Linked DNA regions of Danio rerio: region 1 is linked to region 2. Evidence: chromatin contacts called from public Hi-C data. All regions are on one chromosome and are shown on one strand. Each heading gives the region's core, a stretch centred on a gene start, on an enhancer-like site or on the middle of the called end of the contact. The rest is flanking DNA. Distances are from core to core; before and after follow the strand shown.

What was found. Hi-C and Micro-C count contacts between places; a contact is called where the count stands out from the background.
Region 1: a contact with region 2 is called in a Hi-C map of an unstated tissue, with 2.5 times the contacts expected there. The contact joins the promoter of fgf24 here to the enhancer-like site in region 2. A contact is called at or near these places in 1 of 18 Hi-C or Micro-C datasets (an unstated tissue) and 1 of 4 datasets of contacts at active chromatin or transcription factors (caudal fin).

What each region holds. Positions count from the first base shown.
Region 1 is chr14:6,074,955-6,079,405 of GRCz12tu, reverse strand. It overlaps fgf24 (fibroblast growth factor 24), which reads left to right and starts at 2,921. Exons shown (of 5, transcript NM_182871.3): 1 at 2,921-3,578; 2 at 3,775-3,811. The coding sequence starts at 3,547.
Region 2 is chr14:5,963,046-5,967,897 of GRCz12tu, reverse strand. No RefSeq gene overlaps it. Among named protein-coding and RNA genes, the nearest start is that of pcgf1, 28 kb to the right of the region's middle. Within about 2 kb of position 1,782, at least 8 of the 62 cell types and tissues checked have an H3K27ac peak or open chromatin away from gene starts, as enhancers often do.

The DNA.
Region 1 (4,451 bases), core at 1,672-4,171, 110 kb before region 2:
ACTTAAAGAAATCAAGTTATCAGCATTTTATATCATTTGTGGTTAAATCATGCATAAAAAGTTGCCACATTGCTAGCTTTAACCCTCTAAATCAAAGCTGTAAGTGAATCCTGTGCTAATGTTAGACTCCACTACCGGTCAAACATGTAAGAGCGGTAATGTAAATGAGTAAATGTTTCTGTTCTCCTCAGATCAGAGCCGAGAGAGGGCTGTTGAGGGAATAAACCTGCAGCTGGCAGGGGGGCATGTTCAGAAGAGCTTGTAAACACATTCACACCTCCGCTGCATTTCAATGCCACATGACTTATAGCACAATATTGAAAATTCGAGTTCGACAAGCACTTGCATTTCAATGCTGTCTGAGAGGAATCAACAAACTCCAGCAATAAAACACTTTCAGCGCTGGGAAGTTAACAAACGAGCTGGAACGAGGGTGATCAGTTGAAAGATATATTCGCTGCATGCTTTGGGAAGTTTAAATACTTCAATTTGGGAACTGAAATGTTATTAACTACATCTTAAGGATCTTAATTACACCTCAGAAAAGTAAATAAGCGTGTATGTATGCGTGTATGTAGTGATGTGACATTTGTTGAGACTGTGTGTCAAAGTCGTCACATTTATAACATATTCTGCCATATATTTTGATAAGGTCAAATGGAGAAACCCAATTAATAATAATAAAAAGATGTTTACCTTTTAAGAGATAGTAATTAAAAATATGCCATCATTTACTCACCCTCGACCTGTTTCAAAGTGTTTTATTGAACACAAAAGAGAATATATTTAGGAGAATATTGGGCACTTGTTTAATCTACTTAATTAAAATGAGCTGAAACAACACAATTCTTGAGATTTTATATGTTCAATCCAGATAAATTTGCTAAAAGTGCTAAGTTAACTTAATAGATTTGTATTGGGACAACATGAATGAATTGTGTGGAACCCTGCATTTTTTACAGTGTCGGAAAACAAGTACTATTGAAGTCAATGATTTCAGGTTTCCAACATTCTTCAAAATATCTTCTTTAGTGTTCAACAACAGAACAAACAAACAAACAAAAAACACTTGAAAGAAGTCAAGGATGAGTAAACATTGACAGAATGTTCATTTTTATAGGTGAACTGTCTCTTTAAGAAATATGTTGCTGTATAGGTGTAAAAAATACAGTAAAATGCATCAAATAAAATGTCAAAAATATGAGTTCAATTGTGTTCAATCTGTATATATATATATATATATATATATATATATATATATATATATGTGTGTGTGTGTGTGTGTGTGTGTGTGTGTAGGCACTATTTAATTATTATACATACTCTAACTTTTGCTTAATAAAATATATAAGAACAAGGAATAATTCAAAGTAATGTTATTACAATTTACATGAATTATAATATGCATAATAAAAAAGGGCATTTCTGACAAATTTTGGTACAACCTAGTTGTTTGAAACATAGTGGCAAAGTATAAAGATTTGAAATGAAAAAAAAAATCTGTAAATTTAATGGTTTATTTCCTGGGGTGTCGGGGAAAAAAAAGTAAAATAACGGCTGTTAAATTACAGAAATGTAAAAAATGTAAAATGTAAAAAGAAATTTTAATTTCTGGTAAATTTATGTAATTCAGCCACTGTTACTTTACAGTAAATTACTGTATTTCAGCCTCTGTTATTTTACTGTAATTTTTTTGTAATTTAAAGGCTGTTATTTTATGTTTTTTTTTTCCGACACCCCAAAAAATAAACCATAAAATTACGGATTTTTCATACAAGCCCGGAAATATCAACGTATTAAAATCCAGGGCTTTTAATATGTCATTAAAATTGTTGTTCTAAATACATGACAGGATTTATTTATTTATTTATTTGTTTATTTATTTATTTGTTTATTTATTTATTTTGGATATTTGAAATTATGGTACTCTGAATTACATTTTAGTATTTTTTAAGTGCATTTAGATAAAAAAAAACAGCTTGCCGAAGCAGTGTCACTATATATATATATATATATATATATATATATATATATATATATATATATATATATATATATATATACTCACTGGCTCACTCACTATTAAATTTAAACACTGTAAAACCCAACAGTCAAATTTATCAAATGAAATGAGTGTAGTTAACTCAAAATTTACTGAAAGTTAATTTTACTCATTTGAAAAGAGTTTTGAACTCAGTGTTGAAGGTACCTGATTACTTTAACTTAAATGGAGCAGGTTCACATATAGATTAGTTTTTTTTTTTTTTTACTCAAATGGTTTGTTGCAATCGATTTCCTCAAATGGTTTGAGTTGCCTTAAATTATTGGGTTTTACAGTACTCAGTTGTTTGAGTTCTCTTTATTTATCGGGTTTATGCTCAAATTGCTTCGTTTACTCAAATGGATTAAGTTCACAGTACTCATTGGGCTTAGTTTTTGAACCTAAATGGTTTGTCGCAATCGGTTTCCTCAAATGGTTTGAGTTACCTTAACTTATTGGGTTTTACAGTGTTGTAGACTTTTTTAGTACACTGCATGAATCCATAACCGACCTTTAATGAATATTATCGGCAATAAAAAAACATTGATTGTCAGTATATGTATTTTTAGCTTCGCACAAGTGTAACGCCTCTTTCTCTTTACCCCATCAGATGAGAATTTGGTTATCTCAAGCCCGCGTGTCTGGTTTTGCTCAACTGAAATGCACCTGTTTACGAGTTCGCATGTGAAATCCGCCAGGAATTCTCACAGAATCGCATCGACTCGACGAACGAGCTCGAGAAAGTCGGAGAAGCGCAAAGCAAGCGGCGCCCAGACTGAGGGAAAGCGCATTCCGCGCACCGATGGACTCTCTCGGATCACCCTATCAGGTGCAAAACCACTGACAGGTTTCCACCCACCACCAACCCAAAACCCCTCAGTGCGCTCCAGCCCTCCGCAGCACACAGACATACACAGTCCTGTACCATCATCCAGCGCTCATCCAGGATTTGCCACGCGACTTTCCCTGTACAAACCACCCGGATAACAGTAAAGAAAATGTAAAGAAGAGACTTCTCGAAAAAAAAGATCATCTATCCTGACAACTTTAGGACTAGTTGGGAAAGTTTTCCTCTTGAACAGCGGGCACACGGGACGCTTGGAATGAGGCGCGCGCTTTCAGGTGTCTTCAGCAGGTACGAGCAGGATTTATATCGTTTTTATATCGCGTGCTGGATCGAGAAGAAGCAGTGAAGTTCACGGATTGTTCGCCGAGAAGGAGACACCCCGATTGAACCTTTAACCGATTCAATCTTTGCGCGCTTTGGCGAGAGAGCGCAGCGCGCGCGGACACCACCGGGGAGACGTCGTTTTGCGTTTGTTCCGATCTCTTTTCAAACGCGAAACAGCCTCATGCTGCTTCCAGCGGCACATTTACGCTTCCCTCATCTCTGTTTTCCCTGGGATTGCACCTCTCCTCCGGGGTTTTGTTTGTGAGACACTGGCGGGGCTCCGCGCGCCACTTACTGGAGCGGCAAACGCTGGAAACAGGTGTATTTGACCAAGATGTCTGTTCTGCCGTCAAGGTTCATCTACGTGTAAGGAACATTCTTAATAATATATTTGATTCGCTTTGAGCTCCTGCATTCTTGCCAATAGAAGTCGCTCAAAGCCAGCCTTAAGATGTACGGCTACATTTTTTTTTTATATCTGGTGTAATTGCTTGTGATTCACCCCTCCTTACTTCCCTTCTGTCTCTCCCTCTCATTCCCCCTCTTCTTCTTCTCTTTCCAGGTGTTTACATTTGCTGGTGCTCTACTTCCAGTTGCAGGTAAGTCTGGCTGTTTTGATTGTCATCGTGAATCTGGGTTAATGCGGGGATTATGAGGATGCGCCGCCGGTGCGCAAACACAAAGCTTGTTTAATTTGTTGTCTTAAGGTTTTTGAAAGCAGGCGCATGGGAAATCTACACCCCAGAGGCTGTGAAATTAAAAAGTGACTTTGGATTTGTTGGTGGTCTTGCCAGGGGAATAGAATTTCTCTCTTCTCTAAAAACACGTCTGGGTTTTGCATTTGTGCGTCCTTGTGTTTTATTCAGCCTGGAGAAAATTAAACTTGTCAGTTTCTAACAATACGGCTCGTGCTCGTCCAAAGCATCATTGTATCTTTCAGAACAGTTAGTAAACAGTTCGTTTTGAGAGATTTAACGCTGGAGATTGACGTACGTGATATGTGCATTTTGTTTTTTAATGAACTCGTGACCTTCTGGTTTTGTGCTACGTTTATTTAACATGCAAAAGGATGAACACTGTTGTCTGCCATGAAATTAAAAGAAAAGAACATTAAGACAAGACTGACAGATAATTTGTTTTTTGTTTTAATTTGAAGAGTTCATATACAAAAAGCTCTAAGTGCCATATGAATTTTTGCTATAAAATTAGCATTTTTTTTCCAAGCTATTGTGTGTAGGT
Region 2 (4,852 bases), core at 533-3,032:
AGTGTCACAAAGTTCGTTTGGCTTTTTGGCTTCTGGGTTTTGCATTCCGGTCGCGGCACATCAAGGCCGAGCTGACACTTCACGTGATGCGTAGCTGATAAGTAAACAGGATTAATATTGCCAGATCTTCTTTGCAAACTCATTTAAAGAGTGCTATTACTGGATCATTGCCTACTGATTGTTGCCTGAGTGTCAGAATGGAAACTTATGGATCTTAGAGGGATGCACGATTGCCGTTTACCTTAGATCTACATTAATATTTTTGTTACTGACGTTTTTTTTGCATGCGAATTTGGGTTGTTTATTATGCTATGAGTTTGAATGGAGCTTGCATTATTTGTATTTACCTTTGTTAATCCTTTCTTTCTTTTGTAGGCTCTACTTTAGATTTGCTTTATACCATCAGTTGCAAATGGGTTCCCTGCACTGTATGGATGGCGGGGGAAAAAAGGTGGTTGGGGTTGTGTGGTGATTTGGTCACTTTATTGATTTTGAGTTTTTTAGGTGGCTGTGAGTGTTGTGAGAACAATGCTGCTTCTGTGCCTCATCTGGGTAACCGGTAGTCATTAGTGTTTTAATTTTTTATTATTTACTTTACCTGTTATTTACATTAAACGTTAAAAATATTTGTATCTTTTTCATAATACAACTTGTGAAATAAAATGAATAGTTTTCCTGATTGAGCTGCATGGTGGCGCAGTGGGTAGTACGTTCGCCTCACAGCAAGAAGGTCGCTGGTTCGAGCCTCGGCTGGGTTAGTTGGAATTTCTGTGTGGAGTTTGCATGTTCTCCTTGTGTTGACACAACGCAATGTCATGGCAATTCATAACTTTTTGATTTAGTGGCTAATTCATATGAATTTGTACAATCTTATTCGTACAATTTAGTATGATTTGCTCATCACCCAATGACGGTTGGGGTTAGGAGTGGGGTTGGGTGCCACGCCTCCTTTTTATAAGGCTTCGTCTGGGTGCTCCGGTTTCCCCAAAGTCCAAAGACATGCGGTACAGTCCAAAATGTATGCTTGTGAATAAGAGTGTATGGATGTTTCCCAGTGATGGGTTGCAGCTGGAAGGGCATCCGCTGCGTAAAAAGTAAGTTGGTGGTTCATTCCGCTGTGGCGACCCCAGATTAATAAAGGGACTAAGACGAAAATAAAATGAATGAATGAATGTTTTCCTGATTGTAAGTCACTTCATTTACCCTTTGCTTAATAGAATTGATTGGTAAAAGTCATCTGGTCACATAAGAACTAATAAACAGCCAGTATCTTAATAATATGCAGGTAAAAATCCAGTAGTTTATAGCGAGTTTCAGTACCTAAAGTGTTCCTTGTTCCAAATATGCCTGGAAATTTTTTGGCATAACCCCCCTTTTCGTCTTTGACCCATATACCGAACTCAGTCTGTTCACAATGAATCTAAACTAGCTACAGTTTGAAGAAAATTCCCAGAATATTAATTGCACCAGTACCCATTAATTGTCTGGGAATTGTTGACCTGGGCTCGAGTTTGGGGATATTTCTCCATGGAAATGGTTCTGTCATAGCATGTACAGCTGAAATGGTAGAGTGTTTGTCCTCTCCCCTCCCTGCTCAATCTGACTCTGATTAACGCCGCAGCCCATGGCGGGGTGGGAACTGACCTCCGCAGTGATGTCATCACGACCGGAGCACTCCAGGTTGACCATCGCATACGAGGCGGGGAGCTGAGTCATGCGCTACATGCCCGGAGCTCTGGATTTTCCGTCAGGAATAGCGCGGAGCACGGCTGTTTGTTTCCCAACGCCGGCTGAGGTCATGACGGGATTGAGTGGAACGTGTGCTGTATCTTTGGCTGGGCGAGAGGCGTAGAGAGTCCACCCTCATTCTGATACACTCGCTGCTGGGCCTCCTTTTCGCCATGTGCTCAGACTCGCGCACACACACACACACACACACACACACACACACACCTCTTCCCTGGAGAAATCTGTTTCACCATATATCCTTAGGACCGGCCAGGCTCAGCGATCACCACACACACTTTTGTTCCTTGACAGAGTCTCACTTTTCATGCACTGGGACCCGTCTCCTACAATACACGGCCCACCCAGGAGCGCAGCTTACCCATTTCATAATGTGTGTGCGTGTAAGTGGGCAGGTGGGTGTGTATTTGCACAACTCATCTGTTTCTGTAGGTGATTTGTTTTAAAACGAACGTATGCTTTGGGACGCAGTGTTGCATTCCATGTATGTACGCATAGCGAACACAGCTGCTCCCGCTCACCTCGTATCACTGCAAATATCTGGCTCTGCCTTCGCTTTCACTCTGGAGCCTCACACAAATATCTATTCTTCATTCGTCTGTATTTCCAGCAGGCATCTCCGAGCTCACTGCTGCCATTTTTGTCTCTTTTTCTGCATTTGTGTTGAATGCAGGCACCGACATGCAGAGGACAATCGATCAACGTGCCAGTCGATTGGTCTGACAGTCTTGTAGAAAAGGCCTGACAAATGGATCACGGCAATCTAAAGCCAAATCAAGCTGTCATTGGGCTCCCAGAGCAAACGAATGAGACATGTCAGAGATCAGAGGACACGCTCGCAACACTTTGCTGTTTATTTAAGCCATTCATGCTTGTCGGAGACTAATGTACACGGTTCTTTGTGCGTCTTTGAATCTGTGCCAGCCTTGCAGTGTCTGGGAGCAAATGGAAACTGAGAGGATGCAGACTTGGTTGGGGTAAAACAAGAATGCAAAAAGAAAGCATGCAACATTTACCAGATAGTATTCAACGAAATGCATGGTTTACAAGGCAAATATTTAATTTCATTCATTCATTTTCTTTCGCATTAGTCCATTCATTAATCAGGGGTTGCCACAGCGGAATGAACCACCAACTTATCCAGCATATGTTTCACACAGCGGAAGCCCTTCCAGCTAAAACACTCGTACACTACTGTCAATTTACTTTAATCCAGCGGTGTCCAAACTCTGTCCTGGAGGGCCGGTGTCCTGAAGAATTTTGCTCCAACTTGCCTCAACACACCTGCAAGACGTTTCTAGAAAGCCTAGTAGGAGCTTGATTAGCTAGCCTAGGTGTTTCTGATTGGGCTTGGAACTAAACTTTGCAGGACACTGGCCCTCCAGGACCGAGTTTGGACACCCCTGCTTTAATCAATTCCGCTTTAGCACGTGTCTTTGGACTGTGGGGTAAACTGGAGCACCTGGAGGAAACCCACGCAAACTCCACACAGAAATGTCAACTGACCTAGCCGGGACTCAAACCAGCGACCTTCTTGCTGTGAGGCGACAGTGCTAACCAGATTAGTCCTAGAGGGCCGGAGTTAAGCTCCAACTTGCTTCACCACACCTGCCTGGAAGTTTCTAGTATATAGTAAGAGCTTGATTAGCTGGTTCAGGTGTGTTTGATTAGGGTTGGAGCTAAACTCTCCAGGACACAGGCCCTCCAGGACCGAGTGTGGACACCCCTGCACTAGGGTATATGCATTGTTAAGCAAAAGGACTTTTAGTACATATATAGTATTATAATATATAGTATTATAATAATAATTACATACAAATATAAATAAATAAAATAATAAATCAGAATGATAAATCAGCTCTCTTACCCTCTCGTTACCATTAGGTGAATAAAAATAACTATAAGTGTGTGTGTGTGTCTGTGAAGTGTGTATATACAGTATGTATGTGTATATAATGTATATATTACACATACACACACTACCATTTATATATATATATATATATATATATATATATATATATATATATATATATATATATATATATATATATATATAACCTTTAATGATGTTTTGTTAAAAAATTTTAAACAATTAAATTATTATTATTATTAATTATTATTGTTGCGAAAATATATTTTATATGCATAAATTTGACGTTGACATGCTGCTTGATTTAAATTTAAATGCTTACTTGATTTAAATTTTGTGGTATGTCCACATGCATCTTCATTCATTTCACTTTTTGTGTGTCGAGTATGAGCTTGCTCAATGAGCATGAGCAAAGGAGTCATGGTTTCATAATGTTATATTGCTATAAGTTTTTATTTCACATGACTTTTTTTAGAGCTCAAAAACAACGATTTACCTAATTTATCTCTATAACCACACGAAACAATAATTATTTCTTAGCCATATATTTTTAATGTGTCAAAACAAGCAAAATATTGCTGTATACTATACTTTTTATTTAACAAAACATTTCTTTAAAAATAACGATAAGCAATAAAATAATTATTGTCATGTATCAAAAATAAGCTTGGTAATCTGTCGTGGCTAAAGATCTCTCGGATCACCAGTAACTGCACATGAATGGAAAATTCATCTCCCATTAAAGCAATATTGTAAAAAAGGTCATTAAACCATTTTAACAAAAATGAAAGCAAAGAAAACCGTAAGCAAATGAAAGCAGGTGAAACATACCGTGTGTGATAATGAAAGGATGATCACATGCACACGGTTAACTTTAGGCAATTTAATAATCTGTTCAAAGTGAAAGCAACCGGTGCTGCTTACAAAAAGATAAATTTTGAGCTCTTAAAAGCATCAGGACTGTGAGTGCATGTTCATCACTTTTTGTCTAGTTTATTTGAAAGTGAACCGATGACAGTTGCGTTTCCAACCTGTTCCAGACACAGTTGCTTCACGATTTGGGAGCGTGTACGCGTTAAGCAGTCGCGCGCACGCGTTTTAAGAACTCAGATCAGCTGTTAGCACGAGTGATCATCATCCTCTCATTCGGTATTCACTTGCTTTCTTCTGCTCGCGTGATGACAATTATTTTACATCTCGATTTTAAGATCACATTTTCACGCATATTGGGTC